3 separate regions of the Mus musculus genome follow, and all the other regions are linked to region 1. A link is a contact called in public ChIA-PET and Hi-C data. All regions are on one chromosome and are shown on one strand. The core of a region is the stretch at or near the end of the contact, and the rest is flanking DNA. Distances in the headings are between cores, read along the strand shown.

What was found. A called contact is a pair of places that touch in the nucleus more often than the background predicts. ChIA-PET counts read pairs in DNA pulled down with a chosen protein or histone mark.
Region 2: a Hi-C map of the G1E-ER4 cell line shows a contact between it and region 1, with 3 times the contacts expected there. The contact joins the enhancer-like site here to the promoter of Capza2 in region 1. A contact is called at or near these places in 3 of 39 promoter capture datasets (the C10 cell line, the HPC-7 cell line and pre-B cells), 1 of 15 datasets of contacts at CTCF or cohesin (the NIH/3T3 cell line) and 1 of 484 Hi-C or Micro-C datasets (the G1E-ER4 cell line).
Region 3: an RNA polymerase II ChIA-PET map of memory CD8 T cells shows a contact between it and region 1, with 21 read pairs. The contact joins the enhancer-like site here to the promoter of Capza2 in region 1. A contact is called at or near these places in 5 of 39 promoter capture datasets (3T3-L1-derived adipocytes, the C10 cell line, the HPC-7 cell line and 2 more), 1 of 484 Hi-C or Micro-C datasets (embryonic stem cells), 5 of 115 datasets of contacts at active chromatin or transcription factors (acute myeloid leukemia, embryonic stem cells, large pre-B cells and 2 more) and 1 of 9 other capture datasets (liver).

The regions. Positions count from the first base shown.
Region 1 is chr6:17,635,532-17,638,408 of GRCm38.p6, forward strand. Capza2 (capping protein (actin filament) muscle Z-line, alpha 2) reads left to right here and starts at 1,479. Exons shown (of 10, transcript NM_007604.3): 1 at 1,479-1,629. The coding sequence starts at 1,591.
Region 2 is chr6:17,769,231-17,772,146 of GRCm38.p6, forward strand. The region is part of intron 1 of St7 (suppression of tumorigenicity 7); the gene reads left to right. Among named protein-coding and RNA genes, the nearest start is that of Gm52895, 8.5 kb to the left of the region's middle. Within about 2 kb of position 1,276, at least 36 of the 459 cell types and tissues checked have an H3K27ac peak or open chromatin away from gene starts, as enhancers often do. A contact at or near this core is called in the G1E-ER4 cell line, where this site is marked.
Region 3 is chr6:17,850,032-17,853,132 of GRCm38.p6, forward strand. St7 (suppression of tumorigenicity 7) reads left to right here. Exons shown (of 16, transcript NM_001289624.1): 7 at 326-394; 8 at 2,227-2,381. Among named protein-coding and RNA genes, the nearest start is that of Gm52894, 11 kb to the left of the region's middle. Within about 2 kb of position 1,315, at least 6 of the 459 cell types and tissues checked have an H3K27ac peak or open chromatin away from gene starts, as enhancers often do. A contact at or near this core is called in memory CD8 T cells, where this site is marked.

The DNA of each region.
Region 1 (2,877 bases), core at 229-2,728:
TTGGTTTGGACGAACAGTAATACTTACACTTACAATGGCAGGGAGCAATAAATAAAGCAAGGATTTAGGAACTATAAAAGAGGGAACTGATATTGACTTGTAGCTCCTGAGGGGTTTGGTCAGACACTGTTCTTTGTTAACTTGCATGCTGTCTCCACGGGTTTGTCTTCAACTGGACACTTTCAGTTCCCGCACATGTCAGCTTCCTCTTCCTGCTCTCTGCAAACGAACACTTTAGTAAGTCACTTAATGATAGTGTTCTTGGACCCAGATAGCTATTTGAGCTCTTTAGGGTCCTCTTACCTGTCATTTACACACAGCTGTCAGATTGACACCGCTGAGCATGTTCGGTTCATGTCGTGACACTGTCCAAATGCCCTCAAGAGCTTCTCACTTTCTAATTATTGAAGTCTTAACTACTAACTAAACTCTTAGTCCTTGGTAAAAACAAAGTGTGGTTTTCAGACGAGTAGCACTCCTCCTTCCTGGGAGCTTGTAAGAAATATAGATTCTCTGGTTTGCTCAGGCCTGCTGAACTAGCAACTCAATTTTATCAACATTTCCAGCTGCTTCCTGTGTCAGCTTTGACTTCAACCTTCCACCCCCCCCCCTTTTCTTTAACTTGAAGCTTCAGTAGTAGAGTTGCCAGATTTAGCAAATAAAAGTAGGAGACATCCAGTAAAATTTGAAAATAATAAATAATGGTTTTAGAATGCTTTAAATCCTTCATGGGACATTTACCTTAAAAATTGGTTGTATGAAATTGAAATTTCTACTGGATGACCTGTAAGTAGTTTGGACAGCCAGTTCATGAGGGTACAGATCCAAGGCTAACTTAACTTTTTTTTCTTTTTTTTTTACTTTCCAGGAGTACAATGCCTTCCCTAACTCAATGTCTAATTAATAGAGGTGAGCTTAAGAGCATTTTCTTTGGGATTTTTGTTTGTTTGGGTTTTTAAATCTACATTTCTTATTCCTAAGAACTAGCAAAATAGTCTTCCTATCATAAAAGACCAATAAATGTTTTTCGGATGAATAAATGAATATATCAAAAGTAATCTTTCAATTATGGACTGGATTGTGTGTGCCTATTTCAATTAAAACAGTATTTTTCCTAATACTTAAAAATGTTTTAAATTGGTACAGCTTTTCACATTTTAGCTGGCAGCGTTCAGGACTTGGTGGGAACAAAGTCATGGGCTCAGAATGTACTCATCGCCAACCGGGTCCATATGGTCATCGTTGACTAGAGAAGGCACCAGACAGAGCAGGATGACAGAAGATAACCATAGCAATCCCACTTTGGAGGCGCTGCGCACGCGCACAGCGGCGCTCAGGCCGGCGCTCAGGGGGAGGGAGGCGGAGCTCCGGGGGCGCGTGCGCGGCGGCCTAGGCTGAGGAGGCGGAGCTCCCAGGCGTGTGCGCAGTGGCTCGGCTCCCGGGAGGCGGAGCTCCGGGGCGCGTGCGCGGCGGCCTGGGCGGCGGGGCCCCTCCCTTGGCGGGGGCGCGCGGCGCGGAAGACCGCTCGGAAAGGGGGAAGTCAGGTGGCCGCTGCTGCCACCAGCGCCACGGTCTGTCGCCAGAAGGAAGATGGCGGATCTGGAGGAGCAGTTGTCCGATGAGGAGAAGGTAGGTGCCGCGGCGGTGAGGAGCCGGGCGGGCGGGAGGGCGGGAGAGGTGAGTGCCGAGGCGCGAGGGCCGGAGTCTGACCCCGGGCGGGCTCCGGTGGTGGGCCGCACGCCTGCGCTTCCCGAGCGGGGTGCTGCCCGGGCTCCCCGAGGCCGGGCCCCTCCGCTCCTTGTAGGGTGTGTGCTCCGAAAATAGGAAGCGGAGCCCGGCGGCCGCGGGCGGGAGCGGGGGCGGCGGGACCCGGCCCTGGGGGTCCGGGCTCGGGAGCGGCCGACGGCGGAGCGGCGCCGCCTGGCCTGGGGCTTTCGCCGTGAGGCGGGCGGGCGGGGAAGACGGCATAGCCGACCCTCACTTTTTCCTGCAGTTTCTCCTCCCCAACGCGAAGTGCTTCCTGGTTCCCCAGGGTGTTTCCTTCCCTCCGGAGGTCGCCGTCTCCACATCCCGCCCCTTCCCCCCCACCCCCCGCCATCTATTTCTTTTATTAATATTGTCATTACCTTTTTTTTTTTTTTAATTGCTGCTCCCATGTTCCCCGGAAGGCAGTATTGTTCACAAAGACACCCCTCCCTCCCATAGTTATTTTCTGCCCAACTTGGCTGCTTCCCCCTCTTGGGGCAGATTTGGTGACATCCCATCTTCCTGATAGGACCAACTCTGAAGAGGGCGAGCGGGTGCAACTCCTTTTACTGTGTGTTAAATGCTGTGACAGCATTAGGACCAAATGCACGACTCAAGTTCTCACATTTGTGATACGAAATCTGATCATTGAACTAAGGCTCTTGCCCATTTTCTTTGGCGACTGAGGAGACCGCGTACCAAGGGGCAAGTAGTGTGAGGGGGAACGCCATACGTTTTGAGTATTTTCTGGAAAAGACCGGGACGTTTTTTTCAAACTTAGACTTAACTGACATATGAGTGTGCTGCCCTTTGGAAATGTCTGATCTTAGCTTGTTTTTAAGTTCCAAATGAAGTACACCCATGTGGGAAACAGAACTCAGTTCTAGTAGGGTGTTAGAGAAACACTAAGGATATTTTCAGTTGGGACCCTCTCCTTTTATACTGCACCAGAATTAGTGTTCTCTTTCTCTTTGGTTGTTCAGAACTCAGCCTCTTTTATGGTTTTGGAAGTGTTCTGGCTTTCTCGTTTGTGCCCTTGGATGAAATGGTGATAACTTAACAAAATGGGGACAAGCATACCTTACTTTAATTCACAGAATTAGACCCTAAGTCGCTAAAAGTTGCTGTACA
Region 2 (2,916 bases), core at 26-2,525, 130 kb after region 1:
GGAATTGAACTCAGGACCTCTGGAAGAGCAGTCAGTGCTCTTAACTGCTGAGCCATCTCTCCAGCCCTTAAATGGAATTCTTTTTTTTTTTTTAATTTTTTTTTATTTTTTTATTTTTTTTCCATTTTTATTAGGTATTTAGCTCATTTACATTTCCAATGCTATACCAAAAGTCCCCCATACCCACCCACCCCCACTCCCCTACCCACCCACTCCCCCTTTTTGGCCCTGGCGTTCCCCTGTACTGGGGTATATAAAGTTTGCGTGTCCAATGGGCCTCTCTTTCCACTGATGGCCGACTAGGCCATCTTTTGATACATATGCAGCTAGAGTCAAGAGCTCCGGGGTACTGGTTAGTTCATAATGTTGTTGCACCTACAGGGTTGCAGATCCCTTTAGCTCCTTGGGTACTTTCTCTAGCTCCTCCATTGGGAGCCCTGTGATCCATCCATTAGCTGACTGTGAGCATCCACTTCTGTGTTTGCTAGGCCCCGGCATAGTCTCACAAGAGACAGCTACATCTTCTTGACTGTGCTCGTACACATTTCTATGACTGACCATAATATTTGTATGGATGGAGCCATCATTTGTGAGTTTAGACTTTTGCTAAATATTGCTAAATTACTTGAAAGAAGTCATCCAGTTTATATTGTTTGTAGTTCAAATCTGGGATAGATTGCACCTTTATTTTTAATTACAATGAAAAGTATAAGATTCAAGAGATGAAGATCTATCTTTAATACTTTTAAAATATAATATCAAATATTGTGACATTGCAAGGAAAGGTTCTCATTTATCAAGCTGGGGACTTTGGGAACTCTGTGATTTCTATGGCAATGATGAAAGTGGACAAGGCCACTCTGCCATGCCCTGCTGACTAGTTTCAGTGGGATAACTGCATAGTCATGGTAAAGTGAGCGAAGCCTCATGATATCCAACCTTGTCCTTTACCCTCTTTGTGATACAGATACACATAGAAATGCATTACTGAGCCGGAGTGCAGGGTTTCTGTTTGAGCTTCATTCCTTTGGCAGCATACAACTTGTCTTTAAAAGTGGGCATCGATGTACGCATGTGTTGATTTTGAAAGAACAAATAAAATGAGACCCCGAGTCAGAAAAATCTGTTGCATTTATGGAGTCATTTGAGTCCCCATAGAACACACAGAACATGGAGTCGCTAACAAAACTATCTGCAGAGGTGCACAGCAGTGCCTGCTATACCCCCACTTTACCAAGTCTCTGTATTAGCAGGCTCTCAAAAGTGTCAGCTCCCCCATCTGCTACCGTGAGGTGTTAGGAAGAGCTCACAGCTTTCTCACCCACAGTGAAGAACGAGTGTGCAGCAGGCATGGTCCAATCAATCGATCAGGAAACAGTGTCTCTTTTGAACTTCTTCTAGAAATTAGGCTGAACATTCCATTAACGTTTGCATCATGTCTAATAATCACTTTCATGGTGGCATTTTACCCCTTGATCCCCTTGCTTGTCCTCAGCCTCGGTTCCGCTAATGCCTTCCTTCCCAGTCAGCCTGCGCACATGACCTAACGAGTTTCATTAGAGTTGCTTCCCCAGGCGTCTGTGGGTGAGGGGTGGTTTATTACAGGAGCATGAGCATCTAACGAGTGGTTATAGACGTGAAGAAAGTGGCTCCCCTTCCCAAGCAACTGTTAGCTGCCTGGAGATCTTTTGGAGACTCATTTACCAGTGTTTAAATTGATATTTATTTTTTAAGTTGTTTTATTAATGTGTATAATAGCTTACTTTATAATAAGAGGATTACTTTTTCTCTAAGTTGTATTTTGAAAATACATTTTTAGAGTTTGTTTTTTTTTTTTTGTCTCTGGCATTTTTTTTTTATCAGTTGTAGACATATTTAATATCTATATAACCAGCTTTATAGCTGTTGCTTGTGGCTTTTGTTTTATGTCTTACCACCAAAGGCCAGGCTTTCTCTAAAATTAAAGGCCCCCATAAACCCTCCCTCCTTAACTCTTCCTGCCTGCATTCTTCTCTTTTGAATTTTTGATCTAGAAAATTTTTTTCTTTTTTTTTTCTGAAAAAATCTATAGCTTTTCCTGTTAAATATATAACATCCCTTAGTATCTTTAATCTGTGTGTTCTTTCATCAGGCTGATATTTAAATAATTAATTTTTTTTTTTAGTTTTGAGAATTCCAACACAACTATTTACAAGTAGGACAAATAATGTTTTGAGCAATCATTTCAACACACACAGAAAAGTCATGTTTTTGCTTCAGAATTACTGCATTAGGGCTGAATGTATGTGTCAAGGTAGAGCACTTGGGTAACATGTCAGAGTGTCTGGTTCCATTCATAATACTGCCAAGAAATAAAAAGCATTGATGTAGTAATTCATAAAGAATTAAACAGACATTCAAGAATGAGCTTTTGTTGAGTCATCAAACCCTGGCTGTAATAACTCTGGAGCACCCTGCTGATTGCTAGCTTTCTACTTTCTCAGGGCTGCCTGGAGCAATGTGTGTGTGTGTGTGTGTGTGTGTGTGTGTGTGTGTGTGTGTGTGTGTGAGTGTGTGTGTGTGTTCTTTCAGTATGGTGTTTTTGGTTTTAACTCCTTTTTTTCTTCTCGGTTTTGTTAAGACAGGGTTTCTCTGTGTATCCCTGGCTGTTCTGGAACTCACTCTGTAGACCAGGCTGCCCTCGAACTCAGGGAGTTTGCTTCCCAAGTGTTGGGATTTAAGGTGTGCATCACCAGACCCAGCTTTGTTTTCACTTTTAAACTTAATATTCCAGTGTAAGAAGAATGGCACAATATTTATGCTATGTGGTCTTAGTGTTGTTGGAAACTGGTGTTGATAAAAAACGATGAACAGTGAGACAATCATTAGTGTGCATTGCTGAGACATCTGCGACAATTTTATTTTCCCACTGTATCC
Region 3 (3,101 bases), core at 65-2,564, 210 kb after region 1:
CCATCCCAGCCCTCTTCTCATCTTCCATCTTGTTTGCATGTTCTTTAAAAGTATGACCTGGGCCATATCTCCATAGTGCCACCCCTGTAGCCTCCCTGAGATGTTATTTGTCATCACGATGGCAGTTGGACATGTGGAAGCTGTTCTGTTGTCTTGAGCCGTTTTCCATACTGCATCTCATGCCACTGAGTCATGCCTCTTTCCTATGAATTTTCAGTCTGCCTCCTCCTCTTCAACCGCCCTGAACTCTGGAATGACATAGTAACTCTCCCTGAATGTTCCTATCAGTTTTCATTTCACCGACTATTTTTTTCTTCTTGGTCAGAATTAGGTCCAGAGTTGAAGTTCCCCTAATTGCTTCCTCTACCATCTGGGAGATAAAATTGTTACCAAAGTAAGTCAAGAACCTGTTGGGCACCCTACTTCTAACCAAACGAGACTTGTAGCCAATATCTGGATGGTTGACACTCCATCACCACACTTCTTGCTTCTGTGTGTGTATTGTGTTGTGACAAAGATGCATCATACCCATCTTCCACCAAGCTGAGATCCTGTTCTGTCTCCTGACCATTAGCAGTTCTATTGCTCTCTCTCTCTCTCTCTCTCTCTCTCTTTCATGCACAAGCTCTAGCATGTTCCTACCCCAAACTCACGAGTTCCCACATAGACATGTTTCTTGGCTAGTACGGCTATTTTCCCTCTCCTCCTAAGAATGCTATGTGAAATAAGAACACAGAGAGCAAACAGCCTAGTCCTAACTATTCTTGAGTCCCCCACCCACCAGCTGAAATCCTATAGTGAATTCCTTTAAAGCTTTGTCTACTGTTACTATTATCTAAGTATCCAGTTCATCACCCTAAAGCTTTTTTTGTGTGCAGGCGTCTGAAACCTTAAGTAATTTCTCTGATGCCTACCCCAGTAGTTCCCTTCAGAAAATCACGAGACAGTTTTAGCATCATAGTTATTCTTTCAAGTAATATATTCTACCCTGCCCTCCATAGTAATTGATTTTCTAGCTTTTATTCTAGGTATTTTCTCCCTACCTTATCATATTTACTTAAAGCCTCACCAATGGCTCATACTTGAAATTAGAAGGACAGGATGAAGAATTGGTAAGACTCTTCCCATCCCTAGGGATCAGGTGACTCCCAAACTTAACATTATCGGAGAAGCTCATATTTTCTCCTAGCTGGCTTGGCAGTTTTCAAACAGTAACATTTAGTTTTAATTTCTGTTTATTTCCTCCCTTGTGGTCTGATGGAGAGAAATAGGGCCCTGGCCACAGAGGAGCAGTGAAGAAGATGAAAGGGATGAGTGCAGATTAACACCCATGTGGTTTGTTCTGGCCCCCTTCTCTGACAACAGGTTGTTCTTTGTATGCTTTGGAAGGTTTGCATCTTTAAAAGCCTCCTGTGCTAATTAGTTAACTGCATAGCCTTTTTGGCTTCCTGCCTCAGAGAGTTGTTGAAAGGGTTATGTGACTTGATATGGTTAGTGCCAGGCACAATGTTTACTGTATACTCAGCAGCAAATGACAGTTCCTTGTTAGAGGCGTGAGGTTGGACTCTCCTTAGGTTGTGTGACTGCATCAGAGGTTGAGCTTTCCAGAAACTACGTTTCCAGGTTTTTCTTCTGTTTTCTGATGCAGAAAATCAGCATTGCTCTGGGAGTTTAAAACAGTGCTGCACTCAGTTTTTCAGTCAGAGACTTGATTTAGTGAATTTTATGTTCTGAAAAAATTCTTGCAGTGAAAACAGTCTGTATCCAGTAAAGAAAAAGGAAACGTGTAATTCTTGAAGTGTTGGACAGACCCATCCCCTAGTAGTTATTAAACTCTTCATTATTAGCTGACGGTCACTGAGCGTTCCCTCAGTGCTGACTGCTACACTAAGCACTCCACAGAAAGCATCTTCCGAACCTTCACAAAGACACGAAGTAGACCCCATGTTCTCCATCAGGGAAGCAGAGTGACACCTTGCCCCAGGTGACAGATTAAGAAGGGGCCCAGTCATATGTGAGCCCCATGTTCCTAACAGTACACATTATACCGCTCAAGCTAAACTATAGGTGTTTCTTTGTACCATTACTGTGTCAACAGCTGCAAACAGGTGCATGAATCAGTTGGCCATGCTGCATGTTTGACGTAACTCCTTGCCCTTCTGCATGAACTCCCACAGTCTACTGCAATGTCCTTGGATTTGTAATTTGTAATATCTGAATGGACAGGTGTGCAACTGCGTACATTCTCTTGGCGGAAGAAGAAGCGACAACTATTGCTGAAGCAGAAAAACTCTTTAAGCAGGCCCTGAAGGCTGGAGATGGTTGTTACCGGCGCTCTCAGCAGCTACAACATCATGGGTCCCAGTATGAAGCTCAACACAGTAAGGTTTCCTCCAGGGTGTTGTGCTGAGGGATCGGAATGGGAGAGTTAATTAGACCACAGGTTCAGTCTGGCTCAGAACCGGCCTCTCTTGGATTCTGTTAGATAAGGCACTTAGCACACTGCCAACTTGGTTAACCTTATATTCACATGCTTATTCACGCCCACAGAATTTCATTGCTGTAAACCAACAGCGATGCCATAAACAAACAACTTTTTGAGTTCAATAATTTCATCATTTCTCCCTTCCCTTCCCTCCCTCCAAAGCCTTCCATGCATCTTCTACCACAATAACTTTTAAAACTTCTCCCCAGAATTGCTTTCTGCTTCTTCTCTTTAGTGGTTTCATCTCAGCTGTTTCTCCATCTCATAGCTTTAAGTCCAGTTTAATAACTGAACATAAACTGGTTTTTAGCATCATAAAAATGTTATCCTCTAAGTCTTGCGGAGCAGGATTGAAAAAAGGACAATTTAGAATAAATCTTTTATTGGTTATAGTCTATTGGCATTTAGTTATTATTGAAGAAACATTAGTATTATCGTTGAGAGAGAAAGAACCACGAGTTCTTCATCACTGGTGTTTTCTTAAAATAATACTGTTTTTGTAAAATAACTTTTAAAAGGCTAAGACTCTTTACTTCAGCACCCTAAACTGAGAACCTGAAACACTTTGTGGGAACAGGATAGAAGTAAGACGAAGTAATCACTGGAGTTCCCTCAG